Linked DNA regions of Hordeum vulgare: all the other regions are linked to region 2. A link is a contact called in public Hi-C data. All regions are on one chromosome and are shown on one strand. Each heading gives the region's core, a stretch centred on a gene start, on an enhancer-like site or on the middle of the called end of the contact. The rest is flanking DNA. Distances are from core to core; before and after follow the strand shown. Region 1 holds the start of LOC123445114. Region 2 has its middle 140 kb from the start of LOC123445115. Region 3 holds the start of LOC123445117 (probable methyltransferase PMT26).

Region 1 (3,064 bases), core at 287-2,786, 200 kb after region 2:
TTCCGGTGGGATGACAAAATTGACGAATGCAATAGCATGGCGTGCAAATTTAAACATAGTGCCACTTTGAGATGGAAGCTCGTTACTGTAATTCAAAAATGAGCTTGGGGGCATGCATATTACCTCTTCATGGTCATCTTTCTCAGTCGCTACTGCCATATTAAAACAGCTGCGGCAGAACCCCACGCTGATTTCCTTGCTCTGCTTCACTGGGACGAAATCAACTTTTCCAAAGCAGACTCCACAAGTGGAGGAACTTGGACAGCACAAACATAAATAGAGTGCATCACTTCTGCATTTAGCACATTTGTGCCAATCTGAAAATAGTTAAAATTAGGTGCAAGAACCAATGCCATTATTTTACAGGACAGAAGTAAAAGAAACATTTGATAAATTCAAGATATATATGGTAATAATCAAGACTGTAAAGTGGACACCAAGAATATGAACTTCTGTTGTAACATGTTCTGTTTATGCATGCGGAGTTTCTAGTTGGGATATTGCAGCGCTGGAACACGGTTCACTATCATGCTGCATGATGCTGGAACAATGATAAAGCATGCGTTCTAAAAGGTTAAGCATCAAACAGCATTTTCCTTTTCATGGAAGAAAAGGACAAGGGCATGAACAACAGGGATTTCACACATATGCAGGATATATGATCTAGGATTCTCCGCCGTGAACAAGGAACGAGTAACTGAATTTGAGCACGCAGAACAGAATAACAGGTGCCCGATGTAGTGCCGGTTCCACAGCAGTCATGCATGGTGAAATAACTAGGGATGATTCAGCATAAGCGGTCACCACAAATGTATATGAGCACGCAGCATAACAAGTGCACAAACGCAGTGCAGCAGCCACGCGTGGTGAACCAACTAGGACTCATTAAGCGTAAGCGCTAACCACAAACGTATCGGTCACTGGAATCAATGAAGTCGTCCGGCTTCCCCACGCAGCCCGGGTGGTAGCTCTTGAGGCAGTTCCTGAAACGCGGCATGACAGGGCAATTAATATCCAGCGAAGTTCACAGCGATGATTCCGCGCGCACCCACCGCGGCGACGACCGAGGGTACAGAGGAGGGATAAAGACGGGGGAGGGCGGGGCGGACCTGAAGTCGCAGACGCGGACGTCGCCGGCGTCCTTGCAGACGAAGCACTGGAACTCGGCCACGTCGCCGAGCGTCCTCCTCCACCCGCCCATCTTCTCCTCCCCCATCCCTCCCCCCTGGCCCCGCGCGGCGGGCGGGCGGGCGGGCCGCGGCGGTGGGTGGGCGGGGCGGCGCGGCGGCGGGTAGGGTTTGGGGATTCGAGGGGGGCGGAAATGGATTGGTGCGGGCGCGGATTGGTGCGGGGATGCGAGAGGGGAACTGATTAGGAAGGCGTTAATGCGCCCCGAGAGGGGAGGGGGAGGAGGAGGAGTCGATCGAACGCCGCGGGGTTGAGGTCGCTGGTGAGGTGGCTGGTGAGTGGGGAGGCGGAGGAGCGTCGGGGTTCAGGTTTGGGGATGGCCGTTTCCGGTCGAGGGAGAGGGAGAGGCAGAGCCAAGTGTCGCCTGTCCGGTCGCCGCGTGGCGTGGCGGGTCGCTTCGCGGTCGATCGCGTTTCGCGTGACTGACGTCGACGGCCGCGTGTGCGCACTTGGCGCTGCAGTGCGACGCCAGCACGTTCCGTGCGGTCCGATCTGCGTTACTGCGTATCACCTGCCTGCCCCGATGGGGAAACGGAGCTCCGCGAGGCCCTGGGACCGGGACCAGGAACTGCCTAGCGTCGATCGGGCAACCTGGGCGCGCTTCTCTGCTCCCCATTCCCATGACGCCATCCGTCTGGGGCTCCCTGTACTCCCGCAACAAAGAAACATGCTACTACATGGTTTTGAAACATGCTACTACATGGTGACCATTCCTTTGTTTAAGTTTCTTTTCTTTCGGGTAAACTGGAATGTACAATGGAGGCTATACCATAGTGCTGCCCCATCATCCACGTACGAAACAGTTGCTAAAAATTCCATCCACCCAATGCATCCATTGTCTCACTGGGCATGTACAATGGGCAGCACTTGGTGATGCCTCATTACCTCCACGTATGCATAAAGTAATGAAGCTATCATGTACTCCTTCCGTACACTAATATAAGAGTGTTTAGATAATTAAAATAGTAATTTAAATATTTTTTATACTCCCTCCGTCCCAAAATAAGTGTCTCAACTTTGTACTAGCTCTAGTACAAAGTTATACTAGGTTTGAGACAGTTATTTTGGGACGGAGGGGGCATTAGTTTATGAAGGGTGTATATTTTTCATCACCCAACGGTGGGTGGATCCATTTCTATGGACCCCACCTCAATAATTTCCTTTTCATCTCCTTCTCCTTTCATCACTCTCCACCCACTCTCTCTTCTCTTTTGTTCGTCTCTTCCTTTCTTTTCTCTTGCTTCTTTCATGGAGCGGCTAGCTCCTCTGCAAGAGACCGCTGGTCCTACAAAGCAACACCCGAACCTATGTTGCAGAGTCCGAACTGAGTTGGACCCGTGGAGCACCACATTGGGGCAGCGCGTTGGCCATGCCCTAATTTTTCTCCAATCTGCTGCACGTACTCGGCTCCTTTCTTTCCCCTGCCTTTTGTGCTTTTCTCAGGGAAGAACCCGGTTCCTCTGCAAGTTTCCACTTTGCTTTTGGAACAACAGGTTGAGCTAATTTGTCGCATCAAAGCATCTATAATCGAACCCCCTCATATCCGTTTTAAAACGACTCGGCAGGCAGTCAGGTCACTGGCCGGTCACGAAATTTTAACGCAGTCGGACGCCTCAAACCGTTCGAGCTGACTAGCACCTCTCATATCCAATCCAAATATAGGATGCGGCATGCCCGCCACGTCGGCCTGATGATTGGGTCCCAGGCGGACTCGCTCGAAAACCCAGCGGTCTGACGGACGCCTCATCTATCGCCGCGGTGTGAACGTCGCGTGGCGTCGCTTCAACTCGCCGCCGAGGCCAAATTCGGCTATTTTAAGCCGGTCGACGTCCCCCAACCCTAGCACATCCACCTCCGCCCTCTTTGCGTCGCCATC
Region 2 (3,024 bases), core at 425-2,924:
GCTTACTGCAAATCTCAGAATCCCTTGGTGCTCGTGTGTTGCATATACTTCCCTAAAACTAGCATCCTGGATGCATCGCTAGGGAACCACTCAAGTCAAATTTGGCGAGCAATTGTGGAAGGATCGGATATAATCAAACAGGAACTAATTAAAAGGATACGCAAATTGAACAAAATAATAGAAACATAGCAAGAACCTAAAAAATCATGAATTCAATTTTTTTGACAGGTTTTGAAAACAAGTTCAAATAGTTCAACGCAGCTCATCAATTTGAAAAAAAAAGTCCATCGAATTTGCGACAGGTTCAACGATTTTGAAAAGGAGTTTAACAACATTGAAAAAAATTATTGAATTCGAATAAAAAATCATTGATTTCTAAATTTGAAAAAAAACTCATTGACTTTCAAAGAATTTCATTATATTTGAAAAACATTCGTGGATTTTGAAAATAATTCATTGGAATTGAAATAAAGTTTATTCAAGATTATGGACTTTAAAAAATATGTTTATTTTGGAAAAACAGTTCATTGATTTTTTAAAAATAATTGAATTTGAAAAAATCAAATTGAAAAATCAATTCATTAAAGTTTAAAGGTTCATTGAATTTTACTCCTTATTCATCAATTTTAAGAAAAAGTTCAGGAATTATTACAAAAATCATCGGACCACAAAAACTAAAAAAATAAAAATCAGAAACTAAAAATTAAAGAACGAGAAAACGAAAAGGAAAGATGAATGAAGAAAGGAAGTAATATGATACAAGTTAACATAACGGGCAATGTGGTGCAGTGGTTAGGGTAGCTTAGCTCGTAGCCGAGGTTACAGGTTCAGTCACTTGCCACGGTGCCTTGCTTGCGTCTAAAAATTAGGAAGAAGAATGAGGAGATGGGCTGGCCATCATGGAAGTGCTTTACGAGTCCTTTTACAAAAACACAACTAACAGGTGCCTGAAACGCTAAATAGAAACGGTCGTTAGCAACTTTTGAACTTTTAACTCCAACGCGGCTCTCATATATGGCATTTCCTATTTGACGCTGCAGGCCTCAGTTAACGTGCATATTGTTAACTGACGCCTGCAGCGTTCTTAAATGGGCCTCTCCATCTAGATGCCGGGTGACCAACCATTTCTCCAAAAATTCAATGAAGTTTTTTAAATATTAATGATCTTTTATAAATATTTAATGAATATCTTTTAAAATTGATAAACTTTACTCTAAAATTCGATCAACTTTGAAATTCTATGAATTGTTTTGAATACCGGTGAACTTTTTAAAAATTGATGAACTTCTTTAATATTTATGAATTTTTGTATCAGTTCAATGATTTTTTTTAAATACAAGTTTTTTTGTATTTCTATGAACTAGTTTCAAATTTAATGACTTGTTGACAAATTTAATGAACTTTATCCAAATTGGATGAACTTTTTAAAATTTTAATGAACGTTTTTTTAAATTGATGAACTTTTTTAAAACAGATGAACCTTTTTGAAAGATATGATTTTTTTGAAATGGATGAACCTTTTTATTTAAATATGTAAATATTTGGTTATTTCATATTTCTATTATTGTAACAAATAGAAAATCTGGGCTATTTTTCTCTACTGTATCAACAGAATAAAAACAGCACAAAAAGATAGACAGCTCGCGACGATGCTAGTGGTCCGGTCCAGGTTAACGGGCGCCTGAAACGCTGATTCGGAGCTCCCGTCATATATCGCTGGTAGCAATCACTCACTCGCGTAGGCTAGGCAGGCCGGCCAATTATAAAAACTTTCTGAAAGGATCCTAATCAGTTTTGGGAACCTTCTCCAAAGTTCCTGAATTTCTTTTCTATTTTCCTTATATTTTTCTGCTATTTGTTCTTTTCTATGCTTCCTTGTTTTCTTTCCAAATTTTAAAAAAGGAACAACAAACTCAAAAAATGCTTGAAAATTAAAATGGTTGATAATATCACAAAACAGTTCAAGTTTTTTTAATGCTCAGAAATTCAAGATGTGTTCACAATTTCAGGAAATTTCGAGAGAATTTTTCGAATTCACAAATAGTTTTTCTAATCACGAATCTTTTACGAATTTGTGAACATTTCTTCAAATCCATGAATGAATTCTCTATCCATAGATTTTCATGAAGTTTTTTGTAGTTCTAAAACATCTTTGAATGTGCGAACAATTTACAAATCCTTTAACATTTTCTGAATTCTTTATATTTATTTTTGAATTAGTGCATAGTTCCTGAATCTGTGAACATTTCTTAAATCCCGTAAAAAAATGAATTCGTCAATATTATTGAAATGTTGAGCAGTGTTTTATTTCAGGAACATTTTTGGATCTCATGAACATATTTCAAAATTCTGGAATTTGTTAATTCGTTATTTTTGTAACTCATGAGTTTTTCTGAATTCATAAACATATATGAATTAAAGATTTTTTTTGAATTCATGATCCTTTTTCAAATATATATAATATAAGTTTTTCCCGCTTTCCTTTCATTTCTGTTTTTTTATTCATGAAAGTTTGTGAATTTGAGAATATTTTTGAATCAGCATTCTTTTCCAAATTTGTGATTTTTTCCTTTATGTTCACGTTTCCTTAGTTCAGGACATTTTGTTCAAATTGACTTGAACTTACACCACATAAAACGAATCAAAAATTTATAATCCCCGCAACCTAATTTGCGAATTTTGGGATTATAACTGACACCACTTAAAACAAATCAAAAAATTATAATCCCGGCAACCTAAGAATATTTGCGAATTTTGGGATTATAATGACACCACTTAAAACAAAATAAAAAGTTATAATCCTGACACCATTTGCGAGTTTAAGAACATTCATGAAGAATCACCATGTGCTAGCTTGAGGCAAGGCTAGTTTGTGCCATGAGCTGGGCCAAGCGTATGTTAGTATCGTGCGGGTAACCTAGTTGGCGCCACGAGCTGGCGATCTGAGCGACGCCCGCACTCATATAGAGCTCCTAGTCAGCCCTTCAATCGTTTATATACTACTCCCTCCGTACCTAAATATAA
Region 3 (2,958 bases), core at 377-2,876, 140 kb before region 2:
ATTCTTTGACTCTGCGGCCTGTGTAGGGAATGACCCATTCTCGGTATTCGACTCCTTGAGAAGTTCAGATTGAGCTCCATCAGGAAATACCTCGTTAGCTTTTGCAGCTGGTTCCTTCTCTCCACTTTCTTCCACTTTCTCCTCGATTTGAGGCTGTTCAGTTGCATCATCCTCAGACTTTCCTTCTTGATCTTCCTTCTTCTCTCCATCAGATTTTTCAACATCATTGTCAGTGTTGGTCTCCTTATCTTTCCTCTCCTCGCTCTTCTCCTCCTCATCGCCAGACTCCCCACCCTCCTTAGCACTATGCCCTTCGGATTTTCCATTCGCATCATCAAAGGAATCCTTGCTGTCCTCCTTTTCTTTTGGCGGTTCCTTTTCTTCAGACATCTCCACAGGCTTCTCCATTGTGTTCTCAGTGAACTTCTCTTCCTCAGGAGCATCCCTGTTACTATGCGACTCATCTGGAACATTGTCATTATTGTCAGTGTCCTCGAATTTCTCCGAGCCAGCATTGCCGGATGTCGCCGTCTCCTCGGTTTCACCAAAGCCAACTTCTGCGCGTTGATCCTTGACCTCCGTCTTCTTATTGGATGTTGATACCTCTAGTGGCTCCGACCTCTTGTTTGAAGTCGGCTCTACCGGGAAGACGGTGGACGACGTCATCATCCAGGCGCCCACCACGCAGAGCGCCACAAACACCACGACGGTGGTCGTCGTGCACAACGACGAAGACGGCGACGAGGGCCGCCTGCCGTCCATCTTCCCGCCTCGGCCGAATGCCATCAGTCCCACTAGCACATGTACAGGACCACCCCGCTGCACGCGGCCTGTTTATATCAGCTCGATCCACCAAAGGTTGCAGAGCTTTGCTGCTTCCTGCCACACACCGCGCGCACCTAAAGCAAATTAAACTACATCGTTAGAGCCCGGAGCACTAGAAATTTATACTACCAACCAAACCACCAGATCTAAAGAAGGAAGCACCGGATCCGCAGAGCATTACAAAACTCAATGATATAACTCCCAAAAAGGCGTGTCGTTTCCGTATCATGTTCCCTACCAAGGCGACGCTTCCCAAGAGGAAAGCCATGAAAAAGGCAAGCAAATCCCCTTCTATCGGCAAGCATGCAAACATGGATGCAAAGCGCGTGCATTAATGAAGGAAAAAATCAGGCAAATCCCCCTATTCCCTTGCGCGAATCGCAATCGGATCTGTGGGCAGAGCTGGCTCCGAGCTGGGTCGCAATCTAACACAACTAGTAGCGGACGCCATAGCACAGCGGTGCACTAGACCACCACCCAATCAGACGGACGGACAAGCTCGAGCTAGATCCGCTCCGGCGGGCGGGAAGAGGGGGAGGCGGGCAATGCGGAGTCGGTCGGTGGGTTCGTACCTCGCCGGCCGGGGAGCTGGGGCGCGGCTCCGAGCGGATCTCGAGGAGGGGGCGAGGGGATCGAGGAGTGCTTGGATCCGCAGCGTGGCCTCGCCGGGTTATAAAGGGCTGGCCTCCAGCTAGCGTGCGGGAGGGGGAGGGGGAGGAGCGAGGGCAGGCAGTGGAGTGTGTCGTGTGTGTGACAGTGCGAGCGAGCGAAGGAGATGGATGGGGGCAGTGGCGATGGCCGTACGCACGGGTTAAATTAGTGCGAGAATCTTGACTAAAAATGTGGGATTCTCATGAGCTGCCATCTTTTGCAGATTTGCCCTCTCGGGCTCGCATTATTGTGACAAGCCAGTACGTGTACTTTTGTCTACTCACGCTCGGAGTAAGTGAAGCATGATTATATCAAGTGTTAAAAAAAAGCATGATTATATCAATCAACACTAAAAAAAAATCTATGAAAGATAAACTCATTCTCATATGTCTTTTGCCTCTATTTCAATAAGAAGAAAAATATATATATCTATTCCAAAATATTCTGATTTTTTCTTTCAAAATGTATAACCCAGGACACACACACATTCAAATTAATTATATTATTTGATAATACCAATAAATCATGTTGATCCCATTACAGATGAGATGTCCGCGAACCATAATCTAGCGACATATTGTCGACCAATTAAAAAACATCAATGTTGGACAAAAATGCTTCTTGTAGCCATTTCTACATTTTAGATGTTTCAAACAAGTGATTTTTTTTTAAAAAGATCTTACTGTCTTTCCCCGATAGAGGAGTTTGACCCTTTCACTTCTGCCTTTGCCCTTTGTACTCAAATGACTGTCGCCGTTGTTCATGGAAGGGTGGCATCCCACGTGCATGGACTCCATGCCATCTTGAAAAGTATGTGAATGGAAGGCTCCGCCATCGTTGTTTTCCTTATTCGATACTCGGTCAAGTTGGCAATGGGGATTATCTAGGCATGTATTAGACTCTCATCATTGTCCTCGTGACAGTCTCTTCATGCATATCTCTGTCCATGCCCCCATCCGCGAGGATAAAAAAATCCATCCTCGTCCTCGCACGAGTTTTTTTGCGAATAGGACCCTCGCATTAAAAGAAACATCGGACAGTACAAAGCACCTCAACAAAAATGAAAACTATAATGAAATCCTTGAGATGCCCTTCGTCTTCAACCTCTAGACCATGTCGGCAGCGTGCCGCACTACCGCTCCTTCTTGAGTCGGCCTGACGTAGTTGGATGCGGGCGGGAAGTCGTCGAACGGGTAAGAAGACCACATCTTTCCGGAGATGAAGGAGGAAGAATCGTTTATGAAGCTCATTGATGATCAGGATATCCACATAGCCAGAAGAAGTCCTCAAGAACCACACAACTCCCACAATCTTCTCGACATCGCCGCCAAGATGAGGCTGAAGCCGGGAAGACCATATTAAACAAGATGTCGCCGCCATCATTTGAGTGTTATCCCACCAAACCTTAACCCTAAAAGCAGGAAAATGGAGCCCTCCCATCAACGAGGGACGAGATCCACCCCGCTTCCATGGCCTGCAGGC

Evidence for each region. Hi-C and Micro-C count contacts between places; a contact is called where the count stands out from the background.
Region 1: a contact with region 2 is called in a Hi-C map of leaf, with 2.7 times the contacts expected there. The contact joins the promoter of LOC123445114 here to the enhancer-like site in region 2. A contact is called at or near these places in 4 of 6 Hi-C or Micro-C datasets (leaf and an unstated tissue).
Region 3: a contact with region 2 is called in a Hi-C map of leaf, with 2.5 times the contacts expected there. The contact joins the promoter of LOC123445117 here to the enhancer-like site in region 2. A contact is called at or near these places in 3 of 6 Hi-C or Micro-C datasets (leaf and seedling).

Annotation. Positions count from the first base shown.
Region 1 is chr3H:563,569,158-563,572,221 of MorexV3_pseudomolecules_assembly, reverse strand. It overlaps LOC123445114, which reads right to left and starts at 1,536. Exons shown (of 13, transcript XM_045122049.1): 1 at 1,110-1,536; 2 at 904-983; 3 at 124-317. The coding sequence starts at 1,216.
Region 2 is chr3H:563,772,316-563,775,339 of MorexV3_pseudomolecules_assembly, reverse strand. No RefSeq gene overlaps it. Among protein-coding and RNA genes, the nearest start is that of LOC123445115, 140 kb to the right of the region's middle. Within about 2 kb of position 1,674, at least 2 of the 3 cell types and tissues checked have open chromatin away from gene starts, as enhancers often do. A contact at or near this core is called in leaf, where this site is marked.
Region 3 is chr3H:563,915,899-563,918,856 of MorexV3_pseudomolecules_assembly, reverse strand. LOC123445117 (probable methyltransferase PMT26) reads right to left here and starts at 1,626. Exons shown (of 9, transcript XM_045122051.1): 1 at 1,398-1,626; 2 at 1-899. The coding sequence starts at 786.